Linked DNA regions of Arachis hypogaea: region 2 is linked to region 1. Evidence: chromatin contacts called from public Hi-C data. All regions are on one chromosome and are shown on one strand. The core of a region is the stretch at or near the end of the contact, and the rest is flanking DNA. Distances in the headings are between cores, read along the strand shown.

What was found. A called contact is a pair of places that touch in the nucleus more often than the background predicts.
Region 2: a contact with region 1 is called in a Hi-C map of leaf, with 1.6 times the contacts expected there. The contact joins the promoter of LOC112735620 here to the enhancer-like site in region 1. A contact is called at or near these places in 2 of 8 Hi-C or Micro-C datasets (both in leaf).

Annotation. Positions count from the first base shown.
Region 1 is chr3:139,040,794-139,045,718 of arahy.Tifrunner.gnm2.J5K5, forward strand. It overlaps the pseudogene LOC112735619. Among protein-coding and RNA genes, the nearest start is that of LOC112736095, 10 kb to the right of the region's middle. Within about 2 kb of position 1,913, at least 2 of the 3 cell types and tissues checked have open chromatin away from gene starts, as enhancers often do.
Region 2 is chr3:139,105,360-139,110,284 of arahy.Tifrunner.gnm2.J5K5, forward strand. It overlaps LOC112735620, which reads right to left and starts at 3,021. Exons shown (of 2, transcript XM_025785146.1): 1 at 2,730-3,021; 2 at 2,305-2,453. The coding sequence starts at 3,021. The coding sequence ends at 2,305.

The sequences.
Region 1 (4,925 bases), core at 663-3,162:
AAGATTATTTCTAATTTTTTAAAATTTGAGATTCTTCGTATACCTCATGAGCACAACAACCGAGCTGATCTCTTATCTAAGCTCGCCAGCACACAAACACCGACTTCTACACTATATCAATCTGTGCTACACGAACTGAGCATAAAACTAACCAAAATTCTAAGTGTTACACAGGAAGAAGATTGGCGTACGCCGTATATAGAATACCTCAAGACTGGAGTTATTCCAGACAACACTGATAATATTCGGCAATTCCGTGGGCAAGCATCTTTCTTCACCATATATAATAATTCTATATATAGACAAGATTTTTCTTGTCCCTTTCTTTAGTGTCTTTCCAGGTCAGAGGTCGAGCTTGCACTTGCCGAAGCACATGAGGATATATGTGGCACTCACGTTGGAACTCGAAGCTTGTCATCAAAAGCTTAACCTGCTTCATTAAAAATATCCTCAGAATAAGCTTGGGAGCTATGATATGGCTGTTACAATCCAAGCGTCATAACTCGGCATCATGCGTTATAACTCGGTTTAATGAGCTATAACTCGTCCCTATAAAGGTATGACATCTCATTTTGAAAGAAACACATTGAGTTCATAATATTAACTTAAGTATCGGAGTGTCTTTTGCAGGTACACTCCCCCGGCCCCCCTTTGTTCTCTCCACAACATGGTACACTCTCAGACGAGGAGCTCGGACTTCCAAGCTTATAGTTCGGCATCAGCTACCAGGAACTGAGCTGTCCCAAGTTCATCCACACAAGAACAAGAATAATAAAACACAAACTGAAAAGATTAAAGAATAGAATAGTGTAACTCTTTAAAGGGTGTGTTACACATACTTTTTTTTTAAACTTAATTCGTCCCCATCAATTTATTATAGTATGTAAAATGGGTTATTAGTGAATTTTTTGCAAAATAGAATGAAAGACACTTACTTATTTCTCTACTTACATTGTTAAATCTTACATTAAATGATAATTTATAAAATAATATTCTTTATTCTTTCTTTTATACATAAAAAAAAGTATTGAGATTGATTGTACTAAAATAATAAAATAAAAAATATAATTTATAGGCATTGAATACATGCAACATGCAACTATGTACTTATGAATAAAAATGTTTATTTCAAAAGATATAACTATTCAATGAATTACAACCTTTTAATAAGTTATAACTATACTTTTGAGTAGTTACAACTTTATGAAAAGATGTAACTTTTCAAATATAACTTTTCATATATTTAAAAAAAAATTAACTAAGAGTGAAGTCAACTCTAGTTAATTAGTTAAAAAATAAGTCTGTTACCAAAAAAAAATTACTATCTTAATTTTTTCAAATTTTAAAATCAGAAGTAAAAAAGAGTTGGTGTAGTTAATTTATATTGTAATTGGTTCTTAAACTTTTTCTTTAATAATATATCTCAAAGATTTTTTGAAAGGAGAAAATGGAGGAAACAATAATATATAAAGGAACGAATAGTATAGTTATGATATATAAAATTTGCGGACATAGATATAATTGTCGACCGAAACTCTCAATGTTTCTGATATCAGACCAAGAATGTTTCTTTTGGTAGCATGAGACTAAGCAAACATACATGGCAAATATTTAACACCGCCAGTCCGCCACTGAGTTAGACATTTTATCGGGTAAATTTAAACACTAAACCATCTAATTAATATGTACCCATTTCTTTATTGGTTATTTTCAAAATACGTACGCCAAGGTTTCTTTAGTAGTTGCTATCGTGCTTATTCTTCTGTCTAATATACTAAGATTTTAATTAATTTGAGTTTTACGGAATCACTTTAAGGATAATTTATTTAATTGGTATAAGCAATGTACGTATATATGCATACTATTCAATTTAAAAGCATAAATAAATAGAGCAATAATGAGGTCTGGATTCTTTATTTATTCTACTATTGTGAGTGGTTTGAAAACGACAAAAGGGCAAAAGGCAATATTATGAACACACATCTACACACGGCCTTCTTGAACTTGAAATGTACTTAAAGATAGTTTAGCGGATATGCAGGATCTCCAAAAATCACCCTCCCACATTAAAGGCCCTTTGCGCTAGAAGAAAATAAAGAAGTTTAATTAGATCACATGGAAAAGCAAAGGATCACGTGTCCCAAAACCAAATTATTACCAAGTTGTACTAATGGTTTTCAATGGTACGTGACGGTTTACCCACCACGCATGCAACATCCATATATTGATCTTAAGTCACAGCTCCCGATGCGTTTTACCATCAAAAGTGTTCCCAGTACAAACTCCCTGATCCATTGTGCATGTGATAGAAGGATTTGAATTTTTTAAATTTTGAATTTTATTTTAAAGAGTAAAGTGTGATTTTTTATTATTTATTTTATAAGTGAGACAAAAAGAAAACACATAAGAGAGAAACTATTCAAGAGTAAGAGATTATACTTTATTCTTTAAAGTGAAAATTCAGAATTTAGAAGATCCAAATTTGTGATGATGGATTAGTTTTGTTTATTTTTTTCTTCGCAAGTTTACTCGTATTGGCGTACCACTGTATGTTAGTCATGATTCAAGTAAAGTTTCATAATAGTTCTTGAAATTTACAAAATTATTTAATTTGATTTTTGAAATTTTAATTTTACTATAGTGTTCTTTTAGATTGAACTTCGGACACCATGATGGTCCCTGATCTCATTTCCGGTGATGACTCAGCGACTCAGTACTAATGTCACTATCATATGTTAGGTTAGACCCACTTTGATCCCACACTCCTCCTTTTCTTCTCCTCCACCACCCTCCTCTCCTTTCCTTCGCCCACCGCTACGAGCGTGTTTCCGTCAAGTCCTTCTTTAACTTTGCCGACTCCATTGTCAAAGTCTCTGCCACCTCCTTCAGCTTTGTTATCCCAACTGACGCCGCCAACAATGGCATTCTCTCCGACAGATTTCCTAATGATGACGCCGCCTGACTCATCTCTAACCCAAACTACGGCTCAAATTAAAGTTCATGAACGCCCTAGACATGAAATCAAGGGAGATGTTCTTCTCAGAAATTGATTCCTTCCTTGATTTCAATTACTCCAACTCCTTCCAAAACAACAGTGCCAAAAACGACATCATTATTCCAATTCAATCCAAACTCGGTCCCATGATGAATCACCATGCCAAATGTAGTTGCTTGGACATCGATTTTTGTATATCAAAGCTTTCCTCCTTCAACTATGCATCACAGTCTATTAGCCAAAGCGTAAGTACTCAAATATAACAAGCTCATCGTAAAATTGTAGAGAAAAATTTGAATTTTGCTGGTTGCAATTTAAATTTTGTTATGCAGTAGGGGTGTTCATGAATCGGATCCGATCCGCATATCCGCGGTGTTTATTCGAATTCGATCCGAAAATTGTGGATATGGATCCGATCCGCAAGGCTTTCAGATCGAATCGAATTGGATCGGATTGCGAATTTTGTGTTGGTATCCGCATATCCGCGTGTCCGCAAAAATAAAGAAATAAATAAGTAAATATTCTTTTTATGTTTTATTTCAATTAATAATTATCATATATGTTGTATTATTTTAATTTATTATTTAAGAAAAATATGTTTAATATTATTTATTTTAAGAGTAATCATATTTAAAAGAATAGAAAAAATAAATTTTATTGATATTTTTTTAATAAAAATAAGCTTTCAAAAATATTTTTGTGTTTTGTAGATATATTCGATATCCAATCCGATCCGCAAATGAGCGGATCGGATCCAACCTTAAAAAATGCGGATATTGGATCCGATCCGATGATTTTAATGCGGATCGGATCAAAATTTTGGTCATATCAAATCCGATCTGATCCGCGTAAACCCCTATTATGCACAATAGATTTTTTTATCTTCATTTGATGTAAAAGTGGTGCCAGATGAGAACACCGTCTCAAATATATCGTATTCATTCAGCCAGAACTGCTCCGATTCGAGTGGGATGGGATTGGTAAAAAGTGGCGACAAACCTATGCAGCTGTGCGGGATGGGGATGGACCGTGAGGCGAGGGATGAGAGGGTGTAGGAGAGGTAGCGAAAAATAAGGTAAGGTATGTCGAAGGAGAGGGAGAGAAGGATGGAGAGAGTTAAGGATGAGAGGAGAGGGGAGAGAGATGACAAGAAGAGCAAAGTGTGATGAAGAGGGAGGGGAAAGAAAGGAGGATGGCGTAGGAGTAAGGTGTGGGGTCAATGAGGGACCAAAGTGGGTCTAGTATGGCACATGATAGTCACATTAGTACTGAATCGCTGAATCATCATCAGAGATGAGTTCAATAATCATTATGGTGTCCAAAATTCAATTTAGGAGACTATTATAAAAAATTAGAACTTCGAAAATCAAATTAAATAATCCCATAAATTTTATAAAATATTCATCAGAGATGAGTTCAAGAATCATTATGGTGTCCAAAATTCAATTTAGGAGACTATTATAAAAAAATTAGAACTTCGAAAATCAAATTAAATAATCCCATAAATTTCAAAAACTATTATAGAAATTTATTTGTCATGAGTGTGGGATCAATATTATTTCTTATTGAACCAACGATAAAAAAAATATTCAAAACCAAACAATTTTTTTCCGGTCAAAATCACCTGTAATAATATTTTTTTACCAAAAATACAAATATTTAATTTGTTAGATAGAATTAAGTGATATTAAAACTTTCTTGCTCAGAATTAAAAGATATATAAAATTACAAAAAAGAAAAAGTCGAGGTTCAATCTAAAAAGGAGTAATAGAGGAGGCTATTTAACAAAAGGATTCGTGAAGTAAAATACGGTTATAATATGCTAATGTTAAGAAAATCAAATAAAAAATAGTTAAAATTGATCTTATTTAACATTAATAATTAATAAATATTAAATAAAATAAATTTTAAATTTTTTATTAATTTGTTT
Region 2 (4,925 bases), core at 1,771-4,270, 66 kb after region 1:
ACTCATTCCACGGCTTCAAGATTATTTAAGGTAAGGCCTGCCCCGGGGTTATCACCCTTTCTGGCTTACCCTGAAGGGAGAAAGAGAGATCCCGACCTACTGGAGTTTCGGGGCTAGCTCGGACTATTTAATAAAAGAGACCTATGAGGATTAGGTGAGGAGAACCACCTTATATCAGACATACTGTTGGCGATCTTTGGTTCTAAAAATCTAAATCCTCATCTAGTGATGGGAGACCGAAATATCGGTCGGGCCCACGTAGGTAGGTTATTCTCCCGTTCTCTATTTTTCTTCTTGTTTCCTTTGGAGTTTTCTTATTAATAACTTAGTTCCTGACTTCTTCACTTGTATTTTACTTCTAGTTTTCATGGCTGATGGGAAGACTACTATGGCGGATCTGATGGCCCATTTTCTTGGTGGGAGTGACGACAACGACTCTTCGGCGACTCATTCGGAGGTCCCAGGTCCCGATGTCATTGGCGAAGGGAGCGGTCGAGATGCTACTGAGGATCAGGCTGATTCTCAGCCTTCTAGTAACATCCAACCCGAGAACCCTCCGACAGATGTTATGGAGGAGCCGATCCAGGAGCAGGGGGTTGGTCTCGAAGCTGACCCCGATCTAACCATCGTGCCCAACCCAAAGAAGCAAAAAGGGCCTGCCGAAAAGACCTTAACCGTGATGGAGAGGAGCTTTGACGCTAGGCATTTCATCGATTCTCAGCTTCTTCCGAGAACCGACGACTTCTTCTAGGAGCAGGACCTCGCCGCTCAAGCGAAGTGGACTTATCGTAGCCTCCTCCGAGTTGCCGCTATCGCTCGGAAGGTAGAGCCTATTCTGGCTCAGCATCAGACTCTCAAGGGAAAGCTTCGCGCCTCTCAGAAGGATATTACTGAGTTGAAAACCCAGGAAGAGTCCCTGAAGACCCAGCTTGCTGAGAGGGAGAAGAAAGCGGAGGAGGACGCCTCCGAGATCAACAAGTTGGTTGAGCACGACCTCTCCCTCTCTAAGGAACTGAACACTGCCCGGGGTCAGGCTACTTCTGCGGAGGCCAAAGTTAAAAACTTGGAGAAAAAATTAAAAGGGTTGGAGGAGAAGCACAGCGAGATCGAGGGGTCGGCCCAGGTTGCACAGCAAGAGGTCGCTCTCTTGAAGAAGAAAAATAAAGACATTGTGGGAATCCCAAGAAGGTCGTCAAAGCTACCGAGGAAGGGATCAAGGCCCAAATTGCCATCTTGGCTCTCGACTTCGATACCTCATGGTTGGGGCTTTGAAGATGGTGCAGGACGGTAAGATTGTTGATATCCCTAAGAAGTCGGGAACCCCCCAATAATTTTAGTCTTTGTAATTTTAATGTTGTTTTTTACTTGTTAGTTTTGTCGGGCCGATGCGATGCCCTTTTTTTGCAATACTTTGACTTACCGCGCCGATGTGGTGCCTTTGTTTTGTAACATTCATTATAACTTGCTTTATATCATTCATAGGCCGATTTGTTATCTTTGGAAAATATTTGAAGCTAGTTCCTAGATTTATCGTTTGGCCGGTAGGCTGTAGATTTTGCTTATGGTATTTTTGCACCGATTATGGCTCCTGGGGTGATCAGCCCCAGTTAGCTGTGGGAAAGAAATAATAATATAACAACACTTAAAGTAAGCGAAATGACACAATGAAATGCAATATTTATGGAATTTATAATGAAACTAGTCAATAAGGTAACAATGGCGTAATGACAAGGTAACAAGCAATAGGGAAAACAAAGTAACAAGCAGTAGTGGACGAGAATAGGGTAACCTGTTAAGTCGCTAGGTCGCCTTTCAAGAGTAGAATCTTTTTAAGTTCACCACATTCCATGTCCTTGGTACCTCACTCCCATTCAAGCGTTCCAACTTGTACGCCCTCTTTCCGAGTACCTCTCTTACTCTGTACGGACCTTCCCAGGTAGCTACCAACTTTTCTTCTCCTGGGATCGATATCCCGATGTCGTTTCTCCATAGCACCAGGTCATCTGGCTCGAAACTCCTTTTTAGTACCTTGGTGTTGTACCTTAAATTTACCTTTTGCTTTAGCTCCATTTTTGTCAAATGTGCCGTTTCCCTTGTTTCGTCAATCAGGTCTTTCTCCATCGCTTCTTCAACACCTCCGAGAAGCAGCCTCGGGCTTGGTTCCCCGATTTCCACCAGGATTACCACGTCGACCCCGTAAGTAATCCAGAACGGTGTTTTCCCGGTAGAAGATTGTGGCGTTGTCCTATACGATCATAGGACTCAGGCTAACTCGTCTGCCTAGGAGCCCTTTTTTTGGCCTAGTCATTTCTTCAGGCTGTGAAGGATGACCTTGTTTGCAGCTTCCACCTGGCCATTGCTCCATGGGTGCTCGACTGATGAGAATTTCTGCTTGATTCCCATTCTTGAAAGGAACTCGCCAAACTTTTTATTCGCGAACTGCGTCCCATTGTCTGAAATGACAATCTCAGGGATTCCAAACCTAGAGACCACTTGCCTCCATATGAACTTCCGACAGTTTGCCGAAGTTATATCGTCCAACGGTTCTACCTCAATTCACTTTGTATAGTAATTGATGACCACAATGAGGTACTTAACCCGACCGAGACCCACTGAGAACGGGCCCAAGAGGTTGACTCTCGATTGAGTGAAAGGTCGGGCCGCCAGCATTGAGCTTAACTCCATTACTGGGGACTTATGAAAATTGGCGTTCTCTTGGCACTTCTTACACTTTCTCACGAATTCTTGTGCATAGGACATCATGGAAGACCAATAATATCCGGCTCTAACGAGTTTCCTGGCCAACGCCTTTCCCCCGATATGGTGGCCATAGCAACCTTCGCTCAAGACGTAGTCCGTTTGCTCGGGGCGCAAGCACTTCAACAGGGGTTGATCAAACCCTCGTTTATATAGCTGGCCCTGTATCGCTACATACTTGGCCACCTCCCGTCTGACCATTCTAGCACCTTTCTTGTCCTCAAGAAGCTCACCGTTTACTAAGAAACGGAGGATCGGATCCATCCACGAGGGAAGGTCCAGAGCTTGTGTTACGTAGAGAGTTACCGATGGCTCCTTTACTAGTCCTTGAATCAAATATCAGTTTTCCGTGCCTGGTTTTGTGCTTGCTAGTTTCAATAGGAGGTCAGCTCTCGCATTTCCAAGTACTTCTGGAGTAAGGAGTCCCTAGCTTAGTATGTCCCGTTGACCTGGGAGGCAACGATTTGGGAGTCACTGTTGACCTCGACTCGCGACGCTCCGACTTCGTTGGCTAGGAGCAAACCCCCTATCAAGACTTCATATTCCACTTAGTTGTTGGAGACTGGAAAGTCGAACTTGACTGATTGCTCATAAGTCATCCCAACCGAGCTTTCAAGGATTATCCCTGCCCCTCTGAACGCTTGGTTGGAAGCGTCGTCATATGAAACTTCCACCGTGTGTTCGTATTCCCGGGAGCACCACCAACTACCTCGACCAGGAAGTCTGCCATAATGTTCAGTTGCTCAGGTCCGGAATGAATCAGTGGGTCATCTCTGCGCGAACGTGTTTTCGTGTGCTCGCAGGAGGACGCCACAGAAGCTAACCTGCTCATCCGGCGAGTCCCTTCCTCCTCATGTGCTTCCTCTTCCTCAAGCTCGTCCTTCGGGCCCAACAGAAAATCCATTCATGCCAGGTATCCCCACAGACGGTGTCAATGTTCGGTTGCTCCGGTCCGGAACGGATCGGCGGGTTGCTGGAAGCTGGATCTGGATGGGCTTTGGGATTGAGGCAGATGAGGCTCCTTCGAGCTGGCGAGGTGTGTAATGGGGGAGGGGGGGAAGCCACCTGCAAAGACTCCAATGCTCAAATTAGTGTCCGTATAAAAAACAGTAAGGTTAGGATAGGTGACGTACCTCTAGGAAAGGGTAGAGTCCTCCCCCTATATATCCTGTGTCCGAGTGGGTCCCACATAAGCAGACCCTATTTTCTAAAAGCTTCCTTTCAGCTATTCAGGTGCTGTAGCTAGGTGGGTAAAAGGAAATTTACGGGTTGGAGGACCCGTCGGATCGGCAACTCAACACCCGCGTCCGACTCGCCAATAAGCTAGGCCGAAACACTAGCCATGATAATATACAAATTATATACACGAAAAATAATTAAAATTAAAAAATTAGATATTAATTAACTATTTAAAAAACAACTGTTCCTTGCACTCTTGCAGTATGGAAGAATAATTACCTTGAATTATTTGTTTAACCTCATGCTTGTACTTATCATTTATAATCATTTATATATGAGTCCATTTTAATGCACTTATAATATAAAATATTTTATAAAATTATTTAATTAGATAAAATAATTTTTTTAATAATATTAAAAAAATAATAATTTAAAAATATTTATTTATTTTAATATATATAATTTTATATATATAATATTTAAAATTATATATTTATTATATTTAATATTATATATTTATTTTAAAATAATTAACAAATATAAAATAAAATATTTTAAATTATTTTTTATTATTTTTTAAATATTTTTATTTTTTTTAATGCAACGATATATAATTAAATATATATATAAAAGAATTATTGTTTTTTTTAAATTGTAAAATTATATATATCAAAATGTCAAAACACCAACGAAGGGGGCCATCGTAGTGCCATTAACAAAATGAAGGGTTACCACCTGTTTCATTTTACGGATATGGAAATCTTTTGTTCCAATCAAATTAGCCCTGCAGATTTAATATAAAAAATGTGAATAAAGTTGATGGGGTGGAAGGAATGACAGATAGCTGCACGGTGGGCAAGGAACCGATCCGCCCCTGGTGCCTACTGGAAAGATTTAAATGTGTGTTTTGTACTTTTGTTGACAAAGCTCACACAAGCCGGCTAGGTTGAGAAGTTGGTATAAAGAGTGGTTAGAATGGTGAGCCGAGT